Regions from separate parts of the Mus musculus genome. Here region 1 is linked to region 2. Evidence: chromatin contacts called from public Hi-C data. All regions are on one chromosome and are shown on one strand. Each heading gives the region's core, a stretch centred on a gene start, on an enhancer-like site or on the middle of the called end of the contact. The rest is flanking DNA. Distances are from core to core; before and after follow the strand shown.

The links. Hi-C and Micro-C count contacts between places; a contact is called where the count stands out from the background.
Region 1: a Hi-C map of cerebellum shows a contact between it and region 2, with 6 times the contacts expected there. The contact joins the promoter of Foxg1 here to the promoter of Twist1 in region 2. A contact is called at or near these places in 1 of 39 promoter capture datasets (cranial neural crest) and 4 of 484 Hi-C or Micro-C datasets (cerebellar granule neurons, cerebellum and embryonic stem cells).

Annotation. Positions count from the first base shown.
Region 1 is chr12:49,381,359-49,384,898 of GRCm38.p6, forward strand. It overlaps Foxg1 (forkhead box G1), which reads left to right and starts at 1,649. Exons shown (of 2, transcript NM_008241.2): 1 at 1,649-2,028; 2 at 2,943-3,540. The coding sequence starts at 3,128. Gm34304 (predicted gene, 34304) reads right to left here and starts at 470. Exons shown (of 2, transcript NR_168648.1): 1 at 459-470.
Region 2 is chr12:33,955,495-33,959,059 of GRCm38.p6, forward strand. It overlaps Twist1 (twist basic helix-loop-helix transcription factor 1), which reads left to right and starts at 2,177. Exons shown (of 2, transcript NM_011658.2): 1 at 2,177-3,144. The coding sequence starts at 2,484. The coding sequence ends at 3,104.

The DNA.
Region 1 (3,540 bases), core at 399-2,898, about 15 Mb after region 2:
GTGTATTAAATTGATCAAACAGATTTTAGGAGACACAATGCACAATTTGTACAGACCTGATTGAGTTAATATAATATCAGCAAATTTTACATCGAAATGATTCTGTTTCTTTTCTTTGTGTTTAAAACCAGCACAGATTACAAATTTTAATGATCTGAAAATGTTTGGTATACAAAATCATGCTTATTTCAGTATTAGCAAAAACACAAGAAATTTTTCAACACAAACACCCAGCTGTGTCTATTTTAAAAGCAGTTCAATGACAGCTTGCACTTATGAGCATGCAATCAGCTAATTTCGCTTTTTTTTCTTCTGTGTTAATCAACACTTTCCTTCCTGCATATCAGAGTACAAATAGTATAGTTACTCCACATCAGTAAATGTTTACGTAACCTGTCCTTTCCCAAGAATCCGGTTACACCGAATCATTTCACGCTAGACCGACTACGAAAACGTACCGGGCCGTCCACCTCTGAGGGAGCCCCGGGAGCCATTATAAGCGGTGGTGAGAAGGGGGGCTGGGGGATGGGGAGGAGTAGGTGGAGGAGTGAAGGGGAGAGGAAAGGAGGGAGGGAGAAGGGGTGGGTTAGTGAAAGGGGAAGAAGGGAGAGGGGAGGAGGAAGGAAGGCAAGCGCATTGAGGAACCACCAGGGAAAATGGGCCTGAGGAGGAGAAAAGAGTGGGAAGGGAAATGAACAAGACAACCCAGGCTCACAGATCTCTCTAGCTAGGTTGGCAAAGCTCATCACGTCGCCAGGCTCCGTGAGAAACCCCAAGCCTAGAAATCAACCTTTGGCACCAATGTGTTTTGCAAAGCTGATTGCTAGAACCCTGGCCTTTTCCGTCATGCATAGCTTGTTTTAAAGTCAGCGGATATGTAGGAAGAGATCCAAGCAGTGGAAGGATATTTGGGGACAAATAATCAAAGATCTCTTACAACACTCCAATAGATATAAAATTTGCTAGCTATTTGTAATTGTGGATAATTTTCGCTAGCGTTTCCCTCTCTTTCCCTCCCCTCTTTCTGCGCCCCATTTCAAATTTGGGGGGTGAGAACATCAGAATAACTCCCTATTATTTTGAGTATTGCATGTTTCTGGTAGATTTTAGTACCACACATAGGCCCTGTTTTTTCTCCTTCCTTTTTTTTTTTTATATCAAGACTGAGAGATCATTTAGCTAAGAGCTCATCAAAATGAATGCTGGCATGGGTAGAGTATTTTACCTTAAAGAGGAGGGGAAAGATACTCGTGACCTATGTGTCTCCACCTCCCTCTCCTCTCTGGCTACGGCCTCTGCTTACAACGTGGCGCGCTTTGAGCCAGTGAGGATTTGTGATCTGTGTGCTCCGCACTAAATTCCAATCCCTGGGAAATGCTGGGCCTTGGCCCTGGCCCTGGCCGCGATCTTTTTAAAGGCCTTGAATTACAAGCTACCCACTCGTTTCAACCTCCCCACCAAACCATCCCCCAAACCCCAGAAGCTAGGACTGTCAAATCCACCTTCCTTGGGCTCCCCAGAGCATTCCAGCAGCATCCAAGAAGGGTAAGAGCTGATTTCGCCCTACTGGTGTTTCAAGATTGAGGTTTTAAAGAGATAAAGTATTTGTGAAATGGGAAAAAGGAGCAAACATAGGATTTAAAAAAAAAAAAAACGGAAGTAGACGCCCACTCATATTTTCTTCAATGTCAAGCAAAATGAAAATATTTCCAGGATGATCGATCGCGGCTACCGGCTTCCAGTACTGCCTAGAAGCTGAAGAGGAGGTGGAGTGCCCGAGGAGACAACTGCCACCGGGTCACCCGCGCGTGAGCGCGACTCTGGGAGTGAAGCGAGACGGAGGGAGAACACACGTGTTACCTGCTTTATTTCGGGACTGTTTGGGTCTGTGCTCGCCCGGGGCAGCTCTCCGCCCGCCCGCCCGCGTGCGTGGAAGGCCTCCACAGAACGCACCCACCGCTCAGCCGCCCCCGCTCGCCGCCCTCAGCCCAGCTTCACAGCCGAGCTCGCCGCGGGCCGCAGGAAGCTGTAAGTACCGGCCTGGCCGTGGCCGCCCCCGCCCCACCTTCCAGGCCCCGTTCCCCCGATGCCCGGCTCTCCGGAGCTTGCTGGCCCGCTCGCTCCCAGGGCGCTGCCGGGGCCGCCGCGTCCCCAGGGTTCACGCCCTCTCCCGCACCCTCGCAGCTCGCCCCTCCGCCGCGCCCCCCGCCCCGCTCTTCCAGACAAAATTGGATACAAACTTTAATCAATAAGGATAAATATTGACGCGCAAAGGAAAATAATCCCATACAGGGAGGAGGCCACAGTCGAGCGGCCGCGGCCCGGGGCGCACGCCCCACGCTAATCCTGGCCGGGTGGGCGATCTCCCGCCGGTCCCCGCGGCTCCAGGCCTGGGCCCCGCCACCCGGAGGGGGCGGTGAGCGGGGGGCGGGGCCGGGGCGGGGCGGGGATGGGCGGGCCCTGGGCCCCCGATTGGTCGACGGCTAGCCAGACGCTCCTGCACGCCGGCGGCACTGATTGGTTCGGCAGTAGGAAAGGTTAAACCAAAAATTTTTTTACAGCCCTAGTGTGCGCCTGTAGCTCGGAAAATTAATTGTGGCTATAGCTGCCTCGATCGCTGTCTCCTAGCCTCGCTGCGGCCGCTCCGGGACGCGCCCGCCCGCCGCCCGGCTCTCCCCCCCTTCGGGCTGCCGCTGCTGCTGCTGTGACTGCTGCGGCGCGAGGAGGAGGAGGCAGCGGGGGAGGGGGAGGCCGGGCGCGGAACGGAGCGGGGCGCTGCACCCCGGGCGACGGGTTGCTTCTGCCTCTAGCCTCCCTCTCTCTCTCTCTCTCTCTCTCTCTCTCTCTCTCTCTCTCTCTCTCTCTCTCTCTCTATCTCCTCTCCCTCTCTCTCTCTCTCTCCCTCTCTCTTTCTCTCTCTAATTCTTGAGGGGTGGTTGCAGCTTTTGCTACATGCCTTGCCAGCGCCGGAGCCTGCGGTCCAACTGCGCTGCTGCCGGAGCGCTCAGTGCCGCCTCCGCTGCCCGCTCCCCCCGCGCCCCACTCCGAACCCGCTGGTCGCCCGCCGCGCTGCTGCCCGGCTCCCGTGCCGCCGCCGCCGCCGCCGCCGCCCCCCGACGCCTGGGTGATGCTGGACATGGGAGATAGGAAAGAGGTGAAAATGATTCCCAAGTCCTCGTTCAGCATCAACAGCCTGGTCCCCGAGGCCGTCCAGAACGACAACCACCACGCGAGCCACGGCCACCACAACAGCCACCACCCCCAGCATCACCATCATCATCACCACCACCACCACCCGCCGCCGCCCGCGCCCCAGCCGCCTCCACCGCCGCCCCAGCAGCAGCAGCAGCAGCCGCCCCCGGCCCCGCAGCCCCCGCAGGCGCGCGGCGCCCCAGCAGCCGACGACGACAAGGGTCCCCAGCCGCTCCTGCTCCCGCCCTCCACCGCCCTGGACGGGGCCAAGGCTGACGCACTTGGAGCCAAAGGCGAGCCGGGCGGCGGGCCGGCGGAGCTGGCGCCCGTCGGGCCGGACGAGAAGGA
Region 2 (3,565 bases), core at 927-3,426:
CTGTCATTCGTTGTCTTTGAAATATTTTTAACACTCAGCTAAAATAAAAAATAGATCTTTTGAGGTTGATATTAATAAAGGGTGAATCGAGATTTCCGCAGTCACCCAATTACGAGATACTCTGAAATTCATATTTAGAAAAGAGAGCACTGGGTAAGAGGATGCGGCAGAATTTCTGCCACGTTTTGTTTCCAAGAGATAAATTCTTGTCGGTGAAAAATGCAAATGCAAGGGTGCAGGAGTGGCTTTATTTTGAGAAGAATTGGCTACGAGCTATTAAAATTAAGTGGAGGTCAAGTAGAATCTGGTTTTCAGCCAGGCTGTCATTTTAAAATATGGTAGCGGCGGGCGAGGCCGGCCAGTTGGCACACTGTGGTCATTGTCTCTGGATATCAGTAAAAACGGTGCAGGGTAAGCCCGGGGAGGGGGGGGGGGGGTCTCTACTCGGATGAAAGTACAGTCGGGTTTACTGGCCTCAGAAGAGAGCTTTCTCTACAAAGGCTGAGTCCTCGGACTAGCCTCAGGCATTCCACACCCCAGAGTTTCCGGGACCCAGCTGAGAGCTTCAGCAGGACCCAGCCACGTGGCCTGCCCTGCGTCGCAGGGGCTCCGGCCTCCAGCTTCTCAGGAAGTCGGTGGCCGCGACCTTTGGTCCAACCCAGAAAGGGGCACTTGCTGAGCTGGCAGTTTCCCGGGGGATTGGCCAGGGGAGTGGGGATTGGGCGTTTAGCAAGGTCCTCAGCTTGGGAACAGGGCAGGAGTTCGAGACGCTCACCTCCACGCCCGCAAACTCTGCCCCTGAAACTCTGGCTACTTCCTCCGGACCCAGAATTGCCTTTCTGAGTAAGAGATCACCTTGTACCGGCTCCCTAAATCCCCATCCTACTTAAAAAACAGAAATAAATAAATAAAACATATTTAAAAAATGTAAAGAGCCCTGCAATCACTGGCTTCCATAGCCACTCTCCTTCTTGCTCATTAACCTCTCTGCTTCCACTTTTCCAGAATCCTTTTTGGGGTTTCAAGGTATTTGGTAAAAAAAAAAAAAAAAAAAAAAACAAAACAAAAAAAAAAAAACAAAAAAAACCGCTTGCAATCAACCAACATGGCTGAGTGCATTTGAGGCACCGGGAGCATAACTACTCACAAGATCTCCTAGGAAGACGAGAATATTGATCCCCCACCTTAAATGTATGGACTACCCAAGGTTAGCATGCAGGGCTTAATTTGGAGTTAGCGGACATGAAATGTTCTCAAGGTTCTCCTCCACCTAGGGCTGGCAGCGTGGAGCACCAAGGCTGCTCTATCTTTCCCTAGCTTTGCTCCCTTCAAAAGAACAAGGCTTTTCTCTGTAAAAGAATGAACTCCAGCCTAGGTCCAGCACCTTTGGAAGCACAGTCCTCTGAGAGCAGGGAAACTTTAGATTGGGTCACCGTAGCAGGAAAGGAGAGCCCAGACGTTTCTCCGGGAGGGGTGACACGGCAGGCCAGGGCGCAGATCCATAGCGCCCACGATGTGGCCACGTCTTGAGAACCGCCCTCGACCACAGGGCCAGGCAGCCGCGGGGAATCCCTTGGGACTAGAGGTTTCCGACTAGAGGTTTCCTCTACCTGACCGTTAGATGGACTCGGTTGTTGAAACTTTTCTTGCCTCGCAGCCCGGGCCCGAGCCACCCCCAAAGGGCCCGGAGAACTCCGAGGGATCCCAGGCGGGATGGGACATCACCCAGAGCGTCGAAGCCGCTTGCCACTACTGCTGTCACAGCCACTTGGGGAGGGGGAGACTGCAACAGCGACCCAGACAGTCCCCTGTTTGCGGTGCTGTGCTCGGGTGCGGGGGCGCTGGGCGCGCTCTGGCGCGGAAGGAAATCGCCCCGCGTCCTCCCCGAAGCGGAGGGGGAGAGCTGGGGGGGGGAGAGGGAGGGGAGAGGCGGGCGCAGGGGCTGGCCGCTCGGGCCAGGTCGGTTTTGAATGGTTCGCAGGACGAATTGTTAGACCCCGAGCAAGGGGGGAGGGGGCGAGGGAGGGGGGCTGGAAAGAGGAAACTTTCCTATAAAACTTCGAAAAGTCCCTCCTCCCCACGTCAGGCCAATGACACCGCTGCCCCCAAACTTTCCGCCCGCACGGAGGTATAAGAGCCGCCAAGTCCACAGCCCGCGCCCAACTCTCAGACACCTCGCGGGCTCGCCAGCACCGGCACCGGCTGCGCCAGGCCGGAACGGGGCGCGCTTGCGGCCGTCGGGCGCCTTCTTTTTGGACCTCGGGGCCCTCCACACCGTCCCCTCCCCCGCCCGCCTCCCTCCCCGCCTCCAGCGCCCTCCCCGCGGAGGTCCCCCCACCCCCATCCCGCCTCCCTGCGTCCTCCGGGCCGCACCGCCCGGGCCGGCGCCGAGCGCGGGGAAGCTGGCGGGCTAGGGCGCCCCGCTCCTCTGCTCTACCCTCCCCCGTCCCGGCTCCGCGAGGCCGCACGTCGCCGCCCGCGAGATGATGCAGGACGTGTCCAGCTCGCCAGTCTCTCCGGCCGACGACAGCCTGAGCAACAGCGAGGAGGAGCCGGACCGGCAGCAGCCGGCGAGCGGCAAGCGCGGGGCTCGCAAGAGACGCAGCAGTCGGCGCAGCGCGGGCGGCAGCGCGGGGCCCGGCGGGGCCACGGGCGGGGGCATCGGAGGCGGCGACGAGCCAGGCAGCCCGGCCCAGGGCAAGCGCGGCAAGAAATCTGCGGGCGGAGGCGGCGGCGGCGGCGCGGGCGGAGGTGGTGGCGGCGGCGGCGGCAGCAGCAGCGGGGGCGGGAGCCCGCAGTCGTACGAGGAGCTGCAGACCCAGCGGGTCATGGCTAACGTGCGGGAGCGCCAGCGCACGCAGTCGCTGAACGAGGCGTTCGCCGCCCTGCGCAAGATCATCCCCACGCTGCCCTCGGACAAGCTGAGCAAGATTCAGACCCTCAAACTGGCGGCCAGGTACATCGACTTCCTGTACCAGGTCCTGCAGAGCGACGAGCTGGACTCCAAGATGGCAAGCTGCAGCTATGTGGCCCACGAGCGGCTCAGCTACGCCTTCTCCGTCTGGAGGATGGAGGGGGCCTGGTCCATGTCCGCGTCCCACTAGCAGCGGAGCTCCCCACCCCCTCTGCAGGCCGGAGACCTAGGTAAGGACCGGCTCCAGGGATCGATCGGGCCAGGCCGCGGGTCCCCTGTTCACCTCGCCACCGTGCTGGGTATCCCCCCCCCATCCCCCTCCACTCTCCTCGCTGCCCTCCACCTAGCCAGGCACCGCCACCTCATTCCACCCGCATCCCTGGCAAGCAGTTCAGTCCCCACAGGGGAAACAGGTCCTAGGGTCGGGGAGAACCAGTGTGCCCAGGAGAGGTGTATGTGTGTGTGCGCGTGCGGGGGTGTGCATGACAGAAGATTGAGAAAGTCAAGCATAGGGGCCTTGTGCCCAAAACGCCATCCCCCAAACCCCTTTCTTTCTTCTTTAAAATTCCCTTCTTAAAACAACTGTTTCCAAATTCCACCCCCTCCTTTCCGCCCACCCACTTCCTCTTGCCCTTGGGCTGAAATCCTTCC